Regions from separate parts of the Mus musculus genome. Here region 2 is linked to region 1. Evidence: chromatin contacts called from public Hi-C data. All regions are on one chromosome and are shown on one strand. Each heading gives the region's core, a stretch centred on a gene start, on an enhancer-like site or on the middle of the called end of the contact. The rest is flanking DNA. Distances are from core to core; before and after follow the strand shown. Region 1 has its middle 9.9 kb from the start of Gm6961. Region 2 overlaps Arid2 (AT rich interactive domain 2 (ARID, RFX-like)).

Region 1 (7,512 bases), core at 4,120-6,619:
ATTAGAGAAATAAGAGAAAAATAAATTGTCATTCGATTAAAAATACTTGAAAGAAGCCAGAGAGATGGCTCAGTGATTAAGAACACTGGCTACTCTTTCAGAGAACTGAGGTTCAATTCTTAGTGCCCACGTGGTGGCACGTAGCAGTCTGTAACTCCAGGCTGAGTGGGTGCAGTTTCTTCTTCTGGCCCCATTGGGTACTGCACACAGATAATGCACATGCATACATGGATGAAAAACACCTATACATATAAGAAAAATGGGGGGAAAAAACCCTAGCTAGTTATCCTCAGGGGAAATGCTCATCTGAAAAAAAAAAAAACAAAAAACTAGATTCCTAATAGTGTCCTACACACTGGACTCAATTTCTTGTCTGCTGACTTCGCTTGGGGTAATACCAACATATCCTTGGGTAATACTTTTTGCTTGTTTTCTTGTTAACCTGAGACTAGAGAAAGTGTGTATCTAGGTTACAGGGTGAGGACTGTGAAGAAATGCTGCTGGCATCTGTGTTAACTGCGCAGTGAAAGCTCTGTGGTGTGGGAGGAGGTAAAGAGAGGACACAGACCAGCCTGGTGCCATCAGTTAGCTACCTCACTTACCCTAGAACGAGGCAGGGCTCTGCATGCTGCCTCTCATAAACACCCCCTCATGCTTAGTACAATTCAGGAAGGGATGAGAACCGGAAAACCAGCATCGAGTCTATTGGCCATATTTCAGAGGTCCAGCCAATGAGAACTTAGAGTCTAAAACAGGTCTCTCCAATTAGTAATTTTCACATCAAATCCTTACAAATGTGTGAGCGTCCACTGATACTTCAGCAATCTAAGATATCAATCATCTTTTAAAAAAAATGAATTATAGCCAGATGGTGGGGGCACACTCCTTTTTAAGCCCAGTAAATGGGAGGCAGGGGCAGGTAGATGTCTGAAGTCAAGGCTGCCCTGGTCTACAGAGCAAGTTCTAGGACAGCCAGGACTACCCAGAGAAAGCCTGTCTGAAAAACAAGAAACAAAACAAAACAAAATTATATGATAGTAGAACTATGCTGAAAAATCCGGTAAATATGGGTATCATGTCTGAGACAGTGAGAACAACACACAGAACATGAGAAGCGCATGAGACGATACCACAACAGAGCACACTCTGAACTGAAAGCATGGGCCTCAAATCCACGCTGAAATTGTCGTTACAGCCCTAAGGGGGCCAGATCAAAATCACATGTGCCCTTTATCAGACTCTCCTGTGGGGTAATTCTACGAAAGAAGAACATATGTGCATATATATAATATATGCGCATACCAATGCATACAGATGTAAACATATATACAGTACAGAATACATACCATACCAAACTGTGAGACAGCATCTGTGTCTTAAGTTACCCAGCTTAGGACATCCCTAGAGAGCTCAGGTACACTTCTGGAGATAGTTGTGTGAATGCCATGTGTCGTAAAATGGATAACACCCAGGAGCGTTTTGGCATGGTATGGAGGCCGGTGAGTAGATCTGATTGCTCAGTAGGATCCTTACCTTTTAACCCAGCCAACCTGCATGTCTCACGCCTAGGGAAGCCAGGAGTGGCCATACGAGTTAGTCTAGACCAATCAAAAGCAGCTGTCAACTCCTTTTTGCCCTTTGCTCTGCACCCTTCCTGTGAGAATTCAGACCTGAAGGACTGAGCTTAAGGCACAGGTGACCTTGGAGATGGATGCTGAACAGAGCAAGGACCACACTAGGAGGAGCTTCAGGAACTCTGTGAACAGTTGTCACCTTAGCACCGATCTCTCCACATCCAGACGTTGAGAAGAAAATTATTCTTTTTCTTGTTGACGTCATTGTTTGGGGAGGCTTGGAACTTCTCACTGCTAAATCTAATCTTAAATAACATGTGCATACAGAGTGACCAAACAGAGCATTTTAGCTATAGACCAGGAGAAAGTGCAGAAGAAATGTTCAAAGGGATGGGAGAAAACCAGGAGAAAATAATATTATAAACACAGTTGTTGTTTATAAATTATTCAGCCTTGGTTATTTTGTTATAGAAGCACAAATAGACTAACACAATAGCTGTGGGCGATAGCAAATAATGCATTGATTACCATGAGACACTGGTTCAATGGCGCAGTCAGCTCTATTGCATAGCAAGGTGACTATGATTAATAACATACTGTATATTTCAAAATGGTTAAAAGAGGGGATAGTCAAAAATACCGTAAGCTGATAAATATTTGAGATGAGGGACTGCTAATCAGCCTGACTCGTTACTCTCCGCCACACATGGGTATCAAAGCATCAAATTGCATCATATTAGTAACAATTACCACATGTCAGTAAAGGCCAGACTTCAAACTGTGTCCTTATCTAGCCTTCACAATAATTCCTGTCGCCAAGGAGGAATCCAACACTGAGAAAATGTAAACACATCACCAGGACCACACAGCAGCCAGAGGTGTGAATTGAAAGCTGATCTGCACCTATTGACCCTCGTGTCTACTCTCAGAGCCTCTTGTCAACTCACCTTCATGGTCCACAGTGACACCATCACAGACCATGTCAGCAGACCATGAAGACAGATACCAGGTCATGAGGTCTGGAGGGAAAAGGGGAAGAAAATAAAGAATAGAATAATTTTTTCATTGAAAAACAAAAGATGAAGATGGTAGGGTAAGAAGGAAAGACTTGCTTTAAGAGATCAAACCTACACGAGCACAGAGAATGGGCATTTGATGATGGTGTAAAATGTTAGAAGCGTCCAGGCAGCAGACCAGCACAGTTGGCAGGATGGATGAGAACCAGGGTGTTACCCTGTGAGCGAGGTGACCCGGGAGAGGGGGAGATGCCAGAACCCAAGAGTGGCCTGGACTGTCCATACCTGCTGGGTCTAACACCAATGAGGGACAGCTCTTAGGTTTAATGCTTCACAGTAGAGGGGAAGGGATGGTGTTTACAGAGAGAGTCCACCTTGGCGTGAGAAAGCGTGCCTAATGGCTCAAGTCATTTAAAAACAGAAGGACTCGAGATGGTGATTGTCTTACTCCAGAAAGCACTTTGGGAGCACTCTATGAACCTCAGGGACGTAGTCTTAACTATGCTAGCATCTCATGAACGCCACCAGGTGTTATTCTGCCTGTAAGGAGACTTTGGGGCGGGGGGAGATCATCCCTTCAATTAGTTACAAGTAATAAAAATGGAATACAGATGGTTGCCTTTGTTTCTGGCATTAACAGCGCCATTCAGGTATTTGAAGTAGTATAAGTCACTGTTTCGACTCACAATCAGGGACCCTAACTGCCACACTTCATCTGTCCCTTCGAAACACTTCCAGTAGCACTTCCTGCATGGTTTTGACCATGTGAAAGCATATGATGTTTCCTGTCATGGTAAACAGGAGTACTCTCATTATATACCTTCAACATCAGTTAGCAAAGAAAGTCGCATCTCTGATTTCGTAGAGAGGTCATGTTTCAGTGGGAGGGAGGGAGGAAGGAAGGAAGGAGGGAGGGAGGGAGGGAGGGAGGGAGGGAGGGAGGGAGGGAAGGAAGGAAGGAAGGAAGGAAGGAAGGAAGGAAGGAAGGAAGGAAGGAAGGAAGGAAATAAGACCACAAAAGTATGCATATATCTCAATGGTTCCAAGTCAATCCCACAGAAGCTCTATCTATTCTTTCTTTTCCAGCCTGAAAACAGCAAAAAAAATTCATAAAAATTCGCCATCCTCTCCACCAGACCATTGGAAAGGAAGCCAGAACTAAACCCTTCTAGCATCAGGGAAGAAGGATACATTCATCAAAGCATTTGATTTTTCTCTTGAAAAAAAAATGCAAAGCCCAACTTGGGATGAGTCCAGGAGAAGTCGCCATCTGCTCCACCTGTTGTGGGAACAGTCGACCCTGAGCCCGTGCAGACTACAGTCCAGAGCTGGCCTTTCCAGAACTGCAGCAGCAAGTGTCCCTTGAAGGTTAACCCACGCTCAGGTTCCATCAAGTTCAGGGACCGGAACCTCCCACCTCCTTTTGTAAAGTTAAAAACAGACTGCTCACCTTATGCTCTTGGCTTGCGGATTTAGAAGAATGGTTTCTAAGGTTGCTTTGACTTTTGCCCTGAACTGGGATGTGGTAGCCCACCTTATGTGTGGGTGGGCCTCTCACAATTTCAGTTATAGGAGGGATGAGTTTATCATGGAAGATACTTACAGAAAGATGTGGCATTACTCACACAGCTGTGATGATATTGTATCCTTATATGGCTCTGATTTGTTATTCGCTGTTGCTAGTTAGTTACTGTGTTTAATTTGTAAATTAAAGATTATCAGAGGTACACATTCTTATGTAGGACATGTATAGTACACATAGGATTTGGTCATCTCTACACTTCAGGCAACATCTGTAGGTCTTGTATGCATCTCACAAAGATAAAGGCAGCTATGGTATGGAAGTTGCTTTAGTCAAATGCTTGCCCCCCCTTTTTCATACCTTATAAAAATTAGTAAAACATAGTAATTAGGGGACAATTTTCTATGCATGTGTGCATATATGTGCCTATGTGTATGAAATATTGGACATTAATCTCTGAAACTTCAGACCAAGAATAGCAAAGCCGCTTGACATCACGTGAACCTTGCGTCCTTTTGAGGAGCACGTCAGGGGAAAATGAGAAGAACGAATTTCAGTACAGTGCGTGTCTTTGCAAGGCTCTAAAGCACTGGTTCTCAACCTGTGGGTCGCGATCCCTTTTGGGGTTGAACGACCCTTTCACAGGTGTTGCCTAAGACTCTCTGCATACCAGATATATACATTATGACACATAACAGTAGCAAAATTACAGGCATGAAAGAGCCACAGGATACTTTTATGGCTGGAGGTCACCACAACATGAGGGACTCTATCAAAGGGTTGCAGTGTTAGGAAGGTTGAGAGTCGTTGCCAAAGAGAGACAGCAGCTTCACGCGGCAGAATTTTAATGTCAATTTTCGTGCTTTCTCACAAGCAGGGAAGTTAGTGAGAGGCATAAGCAAGATAATCTACAAAGGCAGAATTTTGTGGTTCTGTGGTACCCCTAAAACCAGTGTGTCACTGTAGGTAGACAATCTTGTACTTTTCCCCCCAACTTGCACAGACTAAATAGATACATGCGATGTGACCATGGCTAGGTGTGTTCACAGCGTTTATAAGGCTAGGCGTGTTCACAGTGTTTAGAAGCACTAGAATAGAAAGCAGACGACGACCTGATGGAGACTCGACTGCTAGTTGTTTTGTAAATCAGTTTGTCATTTTATTCCTTCTAGGGTAGAAATGAAAGAGAGGACATTGTCAGGGGTGGTCAGTTTAACCAGCGCTGTTCAAGGCTGACCACAAGGGGGCAGCCCAGAGCCGGGAATCAAGAGGTTAGCTTTGGTCCAGCTCAGCTGAGTCTCCGTGGTTATCTGAACTCCCTAGGTCTGTTTGCTCATCCTAATCAGGTCTCTCTCTCTCTCTCTCTTTCTCTCTCTCTCTCTCTCTCTCTCTCTCTCTCTCTCTCTCTCTCTCTCTCTCTCTCTCCCTCCCTCTCCCTCTCCCTCTCCCTCCCTCTCCCTCTCCCTCTCTCTCTCTCCCCCTCTCCCTCTCTCTCTCTCCCCCTCTCTCTCTCCCCCCCTCTCTCTCTCTCCCTCCCTCCCTCCCTCCTCTCTCTCTCTCTCTCTCTCTCTCTCTCTCTCTCTCTCTCTCTCTCTCTCTCTCTCTCTTATATTTATTCATAAGACTCTGTTTTTGAATGACTTGGAGTCCTGCAGACTCTTCATCCCAAGGTACAGTGGCTTATTTCAAGTGCACTGATTGGGAGAGCGGGAGCCCTGCGTAAATGGTGTAGGGGAAGTTAGCACTCAAATCCCTCCTTACTCCGGCTTGGATAGTCAGGGGGTGTGTCGGGTGTGGTTGGCTACTGGGTCAAGACATAGGCAGTCAAATTCCGTTCTGCTGACTCATTAGATGTTGCTGTCTCCAGGATCATAGCAGGTGTGTCTCTGTTCAGAGCATTTAGGCAGACTGAAGTAAAAAACTAATAATAATAAATAATAAATAAATAAATAACCAATCAGAAGGATGCTGGACGATGATTCTTTAAAAGCATCCTACAGGTCCTGTCTTATTGGTGATAGCAGAACATTTGGAGACAGGACGTTAAAGACCCTTCTCCTCTCCTGTGGCATAATACTATCTTGCAACATTAATTTCATCCATAAGAGCTGTTCAGTGGGTTTTAAAGAGAACTAGAATATTTATTTTTAATGGTTGCTCCTGGGCACGGCTTCGTGGTACACACTGACTCCAGAGTTATAATGTCTGAGTGCTGATCATGATACTGATTTGCCCAATCAGCTTGGCAAATCTGATCACCTGCACACTCCCCCCCCCAATCTCTCTCTCTCTCTCTCTCTCTCTCTCTCTCTCTCTCTCTCTTTGAGATAGAACATCATTATGTAGCCCTGGCTAGCCTGAAAGTCACTATATAAACCAGGCTAGCCTTGATATCACAAAGATTCTCTTGCCTCTGACTCCCAAGTGCTGTCACCAGACCCAGACAAGTGACCCATGACATCATTTAGCCCCAACATCATTATTATTGTCATTGTGGCACATCACGGTGTTAAAATGAAACTTTAGACATCAGTGCTCGTGTATTCTGTAAGCACAAAGTAAATTAATATCTGTTCCTGGTTGACCTGTTTTCAAACTAGGGCCATGGCCTTCCAATGTAGACAACCTGTTGATGGCCTTCCAATGTAAACAATCTGTTGATACATCGACAACTGTTACTCAGAGAGAAGAATAAGAGAAAGGACAGAGCACAGACTGCAGAGGAGAAGACTGAATGGAAAAGAGGAGGAGGGAGAGGAGAGGAGAGAGAAAAGGGAGGTGGGGAGGGACGAAACCAGATGACAGATGAACAAGGAACAGAAGGAGGGGAGAGGAGACAAAGAAAGGGGGTCCCATAAAGGAAGCCTTGGGGACATATGTGGCATCATTAGCAAAGTCCACTGTGCAATTCTGCATGTGTGGGGGCATGCTGTGTGAATATTATTCTCACCATATTATTTGAGTAACTAAGGAAACCCTGACTCTAAAGGACAGGCAGATGTTGTGAAAGGGGGCTCATGAGATGGCTCAGTGGGTAAAGGGTTCAAGTCCCAGCCTGACAACCTGAGTTCAACCCCCAGGTCCCTAACGGTAGAAGGAGAGAACTGACCCCCAAAAGCTGACCTCAGATCCCACACTCTGAAGATGACCCAGCCCCCGCCTAAATAAATAAGTAAATGTACTTTTTTTCAATGTTGTGAAGTAATAATAAAAGACACTTTTGAATCACGTCAGTGGAACTCCCTGGGAATTCAGCTGGATCCACGTCTTTGGCTGTTGTTTTTGAATCACTTCACTCATGTGAAACATTGTCTCAAGCAGGTTTTTTTGTCTCATTTTAAGGCTTTAAGGCTTAACAAGCAGCAAACTAAAAATATAGCTAAATGTGTAAATTGTCATT
Region 2 (7,518 bases), core at 3,780-6,279, 630 kb after region 1:
CGCAGCAGGCCATGCAGCCTGTCACCATGGCCAGAGACTGGGGCTCTGTGCTGGATTATCTGTGTAGGCGCATCCTGTGTCTTCCATGAGCACAAGAGCTTCTTCTTAGGACTCCTTTGTGTCGCAGTGATGGGCCGAAGGGAACATTGTTGAGGAGAGCTCTGTGATTGTTGCCCTTAGCCGAGGTTCTGATTCCCAGGGCAGTTTTCTTCCTGATCTGAAATTGCAGGCTCTTTGCTTCTTCACATCACTGTCAAAGACGATGAGAACTCTCCACCTCTGCTGCCATGCTATGCTGCAGTTAGCTCACATAGTAACAGAGATGGACCATGCAGGGCAATCTGTTTGTTGTTTGCTCTGAAACGGACAGACTGAGCGGTGTGCAGCACTGTGTCCTGTAATACCAGCAGGCAGTAGGGTGGACAGATCAAGGCCTGCCTGAGCTCCATAGCTAAGACCCTGTCTGAAAGAAAAGGGATCGACTGGAAAATACAGCCCTAACACAGCGTAGGCATGTGTGGGCTGGGTGGGCACAGTTGTCTCTCTGTGCATCTAACCGTGTCCATCTGATCACTTAGGCAGCCCACCGTGGGGGGCACAGGCTCTGCGCCCAGAGCCCAGAAGGCCATTGCAAGCCACCCCAGTGCTGCACTCATGGCTCTGCGGAGAGGCTCAAGGAACCTCGTCTTCCGGGACTTCACAGTGAGTGCCCCTTCCAAACCTTGTCCATGGAGGGGGTGGTCCTCTGTGAGTTAGATCTTTATTCTTTTTTTTTATGTTCTCCATTCTTTTTAAGGATGAAAAAGAGGGACCAATAACTAAACACATCCGACTAACAGCTGCCTTAATATTAAAAAATATTGGTAAATACTCAGAGTGTGGGCGCAGGTGAGTAACGGTCTCTGTAACCACAGCAAACTGGCTGCCGCCATCCGTGAGTGAGTAGCATTGCCTGTCTCTTTTTGCTGTTTTTCCTGATTGAGTTGTGAATGTGTCCAAATCTTATGCTAAGGCCAGGACATCATGATCTCTTCAAAGCCAAAACAGTTTAAAAAAAAAAAAAAAAAAAAAAAAAAAAACAGAAAACAAGCCTTAAACTTGTTTTATTGACATTTTTCTTCCTGGCCTTAGCATTTACTGGGGGAAAAAGTTCTTCTTCTGAAGAAACATAAGATGGAATTGGTCCTTTGCATCATGCAGAATCAATCCAGTTCCCTTTGACATTTGGTGTTTGATATAAGCTTGTCAGAGCTATGAATATTAGGTATCATTGTAATACTTTCGATGTTTTATAATTTCCCTCTAGTGGACTTAGAAAAAAGTGCAATCTGTAAATGTATTTGGAAAGTAAGGAATGACTCTTCATCCTTCAGACTCTGTCCTCTGCAGTAGTGGCTCTCAGCCTCCCTTAACACTGCGGCCCTTGATGCAGCTCCTAGGTCATGGTGACCCGCACCATAAAATTATGTTCATTGCTGCTTCACAGCTGGAATTTTGCTACTGTTATTAATCTTTTTTTTCTTCCAATTTTTTATTAGATATTTTCTTCATTTACATTTCAAATGCTATCCCGAAAGTCCCCTACATACCCATCCACACCCTCTTCCCCTACCCACCCACTCCCACTTCTTGGCCCTGGCATTCCCCTGTACTGGGGCATATAAAGTTTGCAAGACCTAGGGTCCTTTCTTCCCAGTGATGGCCGACTAGGCCATCTTCTGCTACATATGTAGCTAGAGACACGAGCTCCTGGGGGCACTGGTTAGTTCATATTGTTGTTCCACCTATAGGGTTGCAGACTCCTTCAGCTCCTTGGGTACTTTCTCTAGCTCCTCCATTGGGGGCCCTGTGTTCCATCCAATAGATGACTGTGAGCATCCACTTTTGTATTTGCCAGGCACTGGCATCGCCTCACACGAGACAGCTATATCAGGGTCCTTTCAGCAAAACCTTACTGGCATGTGCAATAATGTCTACGTTTGGCAGCTGATTATGGGATGGATCCCAGGGTGGGGATGGTCCCTCCTTTCATCTTAGCTCCAAACTGTTACGAATCTTAATGTAAATAGTTTTGGAGATAGACAAGTGGGGGTCACAACCCCCAGGCTAAGAGCCACTAACCTAGGGTCTCCCTTCAGCCCATCTCCTGTTTACTCTTCCCGCATCCTCAGCTAAGCTGCCTGTAAGCGCCTCTTACTTCACAGGCCCATCTCGTCCATAGCCTTCCAGCTCTACCCACTCACGTTGTTTTAGGTATTACAATGATTCAAGTCGATTTTTCAAAGCATAAAAACTGGAATTAATTACAAAGGGAGGTAATTTCACTATATCAGTGTTTAGACTTTTGCAAGTGATGTTACTTTGAAATCCCATTAACATACAACTGCGTCATTTCACCCTTCCATTTCCTACTCCAGCTCCTTCCATGTCTTCACCAGCCTTGTTTCCTCACACGCTCATTGTATTGTGACTATAAAAAGATAAACAAATATAAGAATATGTTCTATTTGGGTGTGGTGAGGTGTGGGGGCAGGGGATGCCACAATGGGCCCAAGACAAGGCATCCCTTCCCCCTGAGGGACCAGCACACAACGGTATAGCATAGAATAGAGTTTATTCCGAGCATCTGAGCGGGAGTTAAGAGGGAAGGAGAGGCAGAAAACGGCAGAGAGAGGGAGAGAGTAGAGAAGTAGAGGCCAGTCGTGTCCACGCTGTAGGGATGAGGGGAGAGGGGGACCAAACACACACACACACACACACACACACACACACACACACACACTCGTTCTTGTGGAGACATGATTTCAGGACTGTTGTTGACTTGGCATTAGTTAACCAGTTAAGAGGTTCACCCCCAGGGAAGGCTTGTTTTCTTCTCTCAGCAAGCTCTGAAATTGGCTATAGTTCTTTGTTGGTAAGGCTCCCTACCGGATTAGCATGCCTATTGGTATTGTGCTTGTTCAGGTCTTATTTAGGCAGCTGTGGATATTGTGGATATTCATGGATATAGTTTCCCTGTCATTTCTCAGACACAATTTCATAGCAAATTTCCTGGCTCTTAAAATATCTCTGGCGACTTCCGTGTTTCTGAGCCTTAGCTGCAGAAGTGTGTTGTCTGTGTGTATCTGTTGGGGCGGGGTGACGCATGGTTACTTTTTCTCCTACATTCGGACTACCTGTGGTTCTCTGGGGTTGATTACCATCTGTTGCAAAGGTAAGTTTTTTGGATGAGAAACTAGAGCTACAGTTACGTGTGGGTTAAGCATAAGTATTTAGCATTTAGCAGTTAGAAAGCACTATGATTTGTTAAAGTTTCAGGAGTAGCCTCTCTTCTAAGATCTGTGACCGTTCTAACCCCAGGGAACTTGTGACGTTTCCAGCGCCAGGTATGCTGTCCTTCTCTTGAGTAGGCCTTAAGACTCATTAGAGAGCTGTTGGTTCTTGCCAAGTTATGTGCCTCTGTTTGCCTCTGCTGTGCCCACAGGAATACCTTGCCATGCAGGTCACTGCTGTGGCTCGTAGGCATTACCACCGTGTAGCACTGTTGGTTGCTTCCCGCTCTTGTAACCTGGCACAGCACCTTCTAGTGCTATGGAAGCTAGTCCTCAGGGAGGAGACTTTTGGGTCAGATCCAGTTCAGATCTTCAAGTCCAATCAAAAATCCTCATGTCATTTTTCACAAAAATAGGGAAAAAAAAAAACTATCCAAAAATTAATATGGAATCACAAAACACCCTGGATAGCCCAAGAAACCTGAGCCAAAAGAACAGTGCTGAGGGATTATAATTTCAGATTTCAGGATGTATTGCAGAGCCATAACAATAAAGCCAGAAGCAGTGTATAGTAATGGCACCAAGTCATACGTGTAGATTATGAAAGCAAAAGATCTGAGCATGAGTGGGTGGGACTACAGAGAAGCCAAAAGACACTGGAGAAAAGAGATGTGTAGCAAATGGCGGCAGGGAGACTTGAGTGTCCCAGTGTCCCAGGCCAAAGAGTGAGAATGGACCTGTATCCGTCTCTGTACACAAAATCTGACTCCAAGTGGACGAGAGTACGCGCTAGAGTAAAGCATGCACACTAACCTCCAAGGTGCAGTGTGGAGACGGCTCAGGGCCGGCAGCCAGCGCCGACGAGGGCTTCACAGCACTGAGAAACCCTCTGTGGCTAAAGAAACAAGCAGTCCAGTGAAGAGGAGACACGGAACGGGGAAGACCTTCCAGCTGTCCACTCAGAATCCATAAAGAACCAAAAAATAAAATTACAAAGTCACTAAACAAACGACCCATTCAAAAAGTGAGCTGTAGATCTGCATAGATTTCTCAAAAGAGTAAAAAGTAATGACTAAATAAATCTCATAAAAATGTTGATTGCCCTATCAGAGAAAAGCAAATCAAATAATTTTGAGGTTTCATCCTACCCCAGTCAGAATGGCAAACATCAAACAAAACAACAGACAAGAAATGCCGGAGAGGATCTGAGTGAGGGAGCCTTCTTCACGGCTTCTCTGTTGGTGGGACTGAAAACTGCTAAGGCCCTCTGGAAACAAGTGTGGAAAATTAAAAAAGCTAAAAATAAATGGATCGTATTGTCCAGCTCTACCACCCTTGGGCATCTGCCCAAAGGCCGCTTGCTCTCTTGCTCTGCCTTGTCACGGCTGCTCTGCTCACAATAGGGAAACAAAGGGAAACAGCCTGAATGTCATCAGCTGGCAAGCGGAAGCGAATGTGATCTTCACTGTGGATGCTACCTATTAACATGTTCAAAACAAAACAAGACAAAACTGGAACTAGCACATCAGTGGATGGGACTAGAAAGTATATTGAATGTGATAACAGACCCAGGAAGACAAGTGTCTCAGGAATAATTTTTTGTTAATGTGCAACATGGAAAGTACAAAGTTATTGGTTTTGTGTTGGGGGTGTGTTGGTTTGGTGCTAGAGACTGATCCCATATCCAAACACATGCTAGGCTAGAAGAGGCCCCAGCAAACTAGTGTCTTGTGTACATCACAGCATGCTCCTCCTCCTTCCGCAGCCTCCTTTGTGCACCGTAGCCTGCTCTGCACCACAGAAAAGCGCATGTCACTTCCTATTCACATTAGACTCTTTCATCTTCACCTTGGAACTTTTGTTCCAGGGTTCTGCTGTCCTTCCTGGCAGTATATCCTTCTGAGTTTCTTTGTCTCTGGTTCTGCTCAGATGAGCACTGCTTTCTCTAGCCTTTCTTCTTTCTTTTCTCTTTCTTCTCTCCTTTTCCTCTTCCTCACCTTTTCTTTATGTTTTCTTTTGTGTGTAGGAGTTTTGCCACAGGAATATCTGTGCATCATGTGTGTACAGTGCCTACGGAAGCCAAAAGAGGGCGCTGGATCCCCTGGAACTAGAGTTAGAATGGTTGTGAACTTCCATGTGAGTGCTGGAAATTAAACCCAGGTCGCCTGGAAGAGCAGCCAGTGTCCTTCCCCACTAAGCCCGATCCCCAGCCCTATGTCCTGCCCCTTGAGGCGTTTTCTATTCCTGCTAAGTTTGTTGTTGTTCTTTCTCTCAGCTGTCTGTTCTGTAAACAGTTTTACAGTCTTTTTCTCTGCTAAGCCATGTTCAGACTGTACAGTCCCAGCATGAACACTAGAGTGCTCCCCAAATGCAGGCTAGAATTGTGCATCCAGGGTTACCATGCTCATTCCTGTTGTCTTCCTCATGCCCTAATCGGCTCCAGAGAACACTGCCCCTCGACTGCTTGTGGAGTTCTTTGAAGAGAGAGATTGGGTATTTATTTAAATGGTTGCATTTCGGCACCAGACATACATGTGAAAGTGAGAGTCACCCAGTGAGTGTGTGACAGACAGACAGAGAGGAGACTGGCAAGTTCCTTTTCTCCTACAGATCTAATTGGAATTTGTTCAGAGAATTTGAAAAACCAAATAACTTTTCCTTAGAGCTGTTCTTAACATCCTAAGTTTGTGTTTGGGCTCAGATGACGAAGCCTGTTTCTCTGACCATGAAGCACTGAGCCAGAGGTTGTCTGCTGTATTTGCGCTATGGTTAACTTCATGTTGTGAGAACGCTTAGGGTAGTTGGACCTAAAAGGGTCAGCCACCGTCAGGCAGGACTATAGAGTACATCACAGGGATTGCAACTTTGAAGTCAGCCTAGGATGCCTGGTGAGACAGGTGTGTCCCTCCGGTGCTGTGTGAGAGCACTGAGCATCTGGGAGAGGCCTGCATGTGAAGGAGAAAGCAAGGAATCCGATTGGCAGCGGAACAATCCTAGCACATTTCTGTTTGTACAACATGAGGTTACGCTAACCCTACACATTGTTCCCTGCGCGATGGGAGGTGCTAGGGTTTATGTGAGGGGGGTTGTTTTGTCTCAAGGTTTGTCTCCTTTTGCTAACTATATACTTGGCTCTTATTTGAAAATCCAATAGTGCTTTTTAAACATTTTAAAAAGTTTTTTGTTATATTTTATAACCATTTATATGCCTGGAGCCTGTGGAGGTCAGAAAAGAGCATCGGGTCCCCCACACTCTCTAGATGTGAGCCACATACCTACTGACTTGTCTAAATAGAGCTGAAGAGAGACCCCAGAGTCCGCCTCACACGGCTGAGGGATCTTCAGTAAGGGAGCCAGCCGCTCTCTCGGTCTCTGGCTGTCTCTCCAGCAAATGATGTTGGGAAAACGAGACTTGTATCTGTGAAAGAAACTGAACAGCTGCTATTGCCGTATATATCTTAGCTCAAAATAGATCAATGAGTTTTAGCATAAATGAGCTAAAACTACTAACCAGTCAGAAAGCACGAGGCAAAGGCTGCCTGTCATTGGACTTAACAGCGATTCCTGGTCTGCAGCATCAGAAGCAGAGGCAACGATGCAGACAGACAGGACTGAAAGGTGCATGTGGAAAGGCAGTGCCAACAGTAAACGGCAACCCAGAGTGAGAGTCATTGAAACATCACCTACTCGGTAAGGGGTTAATATTGAGACTGTATACAAAAGTCCCAGCTGCTGAGGAAACCTGCTCAGCTAGCTCCTCAAGGAGAGAAAACTTTGTAGTACTAAAGTGGGGTGTTACTGCGCCTTAAAGACAAAAGTGCTAATGTGTGCCTCCCTCAGCTGTGAGCCTTGAGGACATCCTCAGACGTAAACCAGGCTCAGGGGGTTGGATCTCAGTTCTGGACGATCACTACCAGAACAAGTACAGACAGACCAATTAAGGAATCCATTCTCACCCTGTGGGTTGAGACACTTTAGGCAAACCTCTGTCTCTAAATAATGTCATTACAGTTCATAATGGTAGCAAAATTACATGTATGAAATATCAAGAAGAGTGTTATGGTTGGGGTCAGCACAGCACGAGGAACTGTGTTAAGGGGTCACAGCATTAGGGAGGGTGAGAGCCACCGCATTAAGGGAGGATGGAGTGGGGAACTGCTGTTTTGTGGTTATATTTGAAATAAAAGGGCTGGAGACAGACAGGGGTTAGCATGTAGGATCAAGACACTTACGTTACCGAGTTGGG

What was found. A called contact is a pair of places that touch in the nucleus more often than the background predicts.
Region 2: a contact with region 1 is called in a Hi-C map of stem cell-derived neural stem cells, with 3 times the contacts expected there. The contact joins two enhancer-like sites. A contact is called at or near these places in 1 of 39 promoter capture datasets (neural stem cells), 2 of 15 datasets of contacts at CTCF or cohesin (large pre-B cells and pro-B cells), 25 of 484 Hi-C or Micro-C datasets (the C10 cell line, the G1E-ER4 cell line, the HL-1 cell line and 17 more), 4 of 115 datasets of contacts at active chromatin or transcription factors (T-cell acute lymphoblastic leukemia, astrocytes, double positive thymocytes and 1 more) and 1 of 9 other capture datasets (embryonic stem cells).

Annotation. Positions count from the first base shown.
Region 1 is chr15:95,757,737-95,765,248 of GRCm38.p6, forward strand. No RefSeq gene overlaps it. Among named protein-coding and RNA genes, the nearest start is that of Gm6961, 9.9 kb to the left of the region's middle. Within about 2 kb of position 5,370, at least 12 of the 459 cell types and tissues checked have an H3K27ac peak or open chromatin away from gene starts, as enhancers often do. A contact at or near this core is called in neural stem cells and stem cell-derived neural stem cells, where this site is marked.
Region 2 is chr15:96,391,777-96,399,294 of GRCm38.p6, forward strand. Arid2 (AT rich interactive domain 2 (ARID, RFX-like)) reads left to right here. Exons shown (of 21, transcript NM_175251.4): 19 at 579-702; 20 at 797-888. Among named protein-coding and RNA genes, the nearest start is that of Gm41408, 56 kb to the right of the region's middle. Within about 2 kb of position 5,030, at least 13 of the 459 cell types and tissues checked have an H3K27ac peak or open chromatin away from gene starts, as enhancers often do. A contact at or near this core is called in neural stem cells and stem cell-derived neural stem cells, where this site is marked.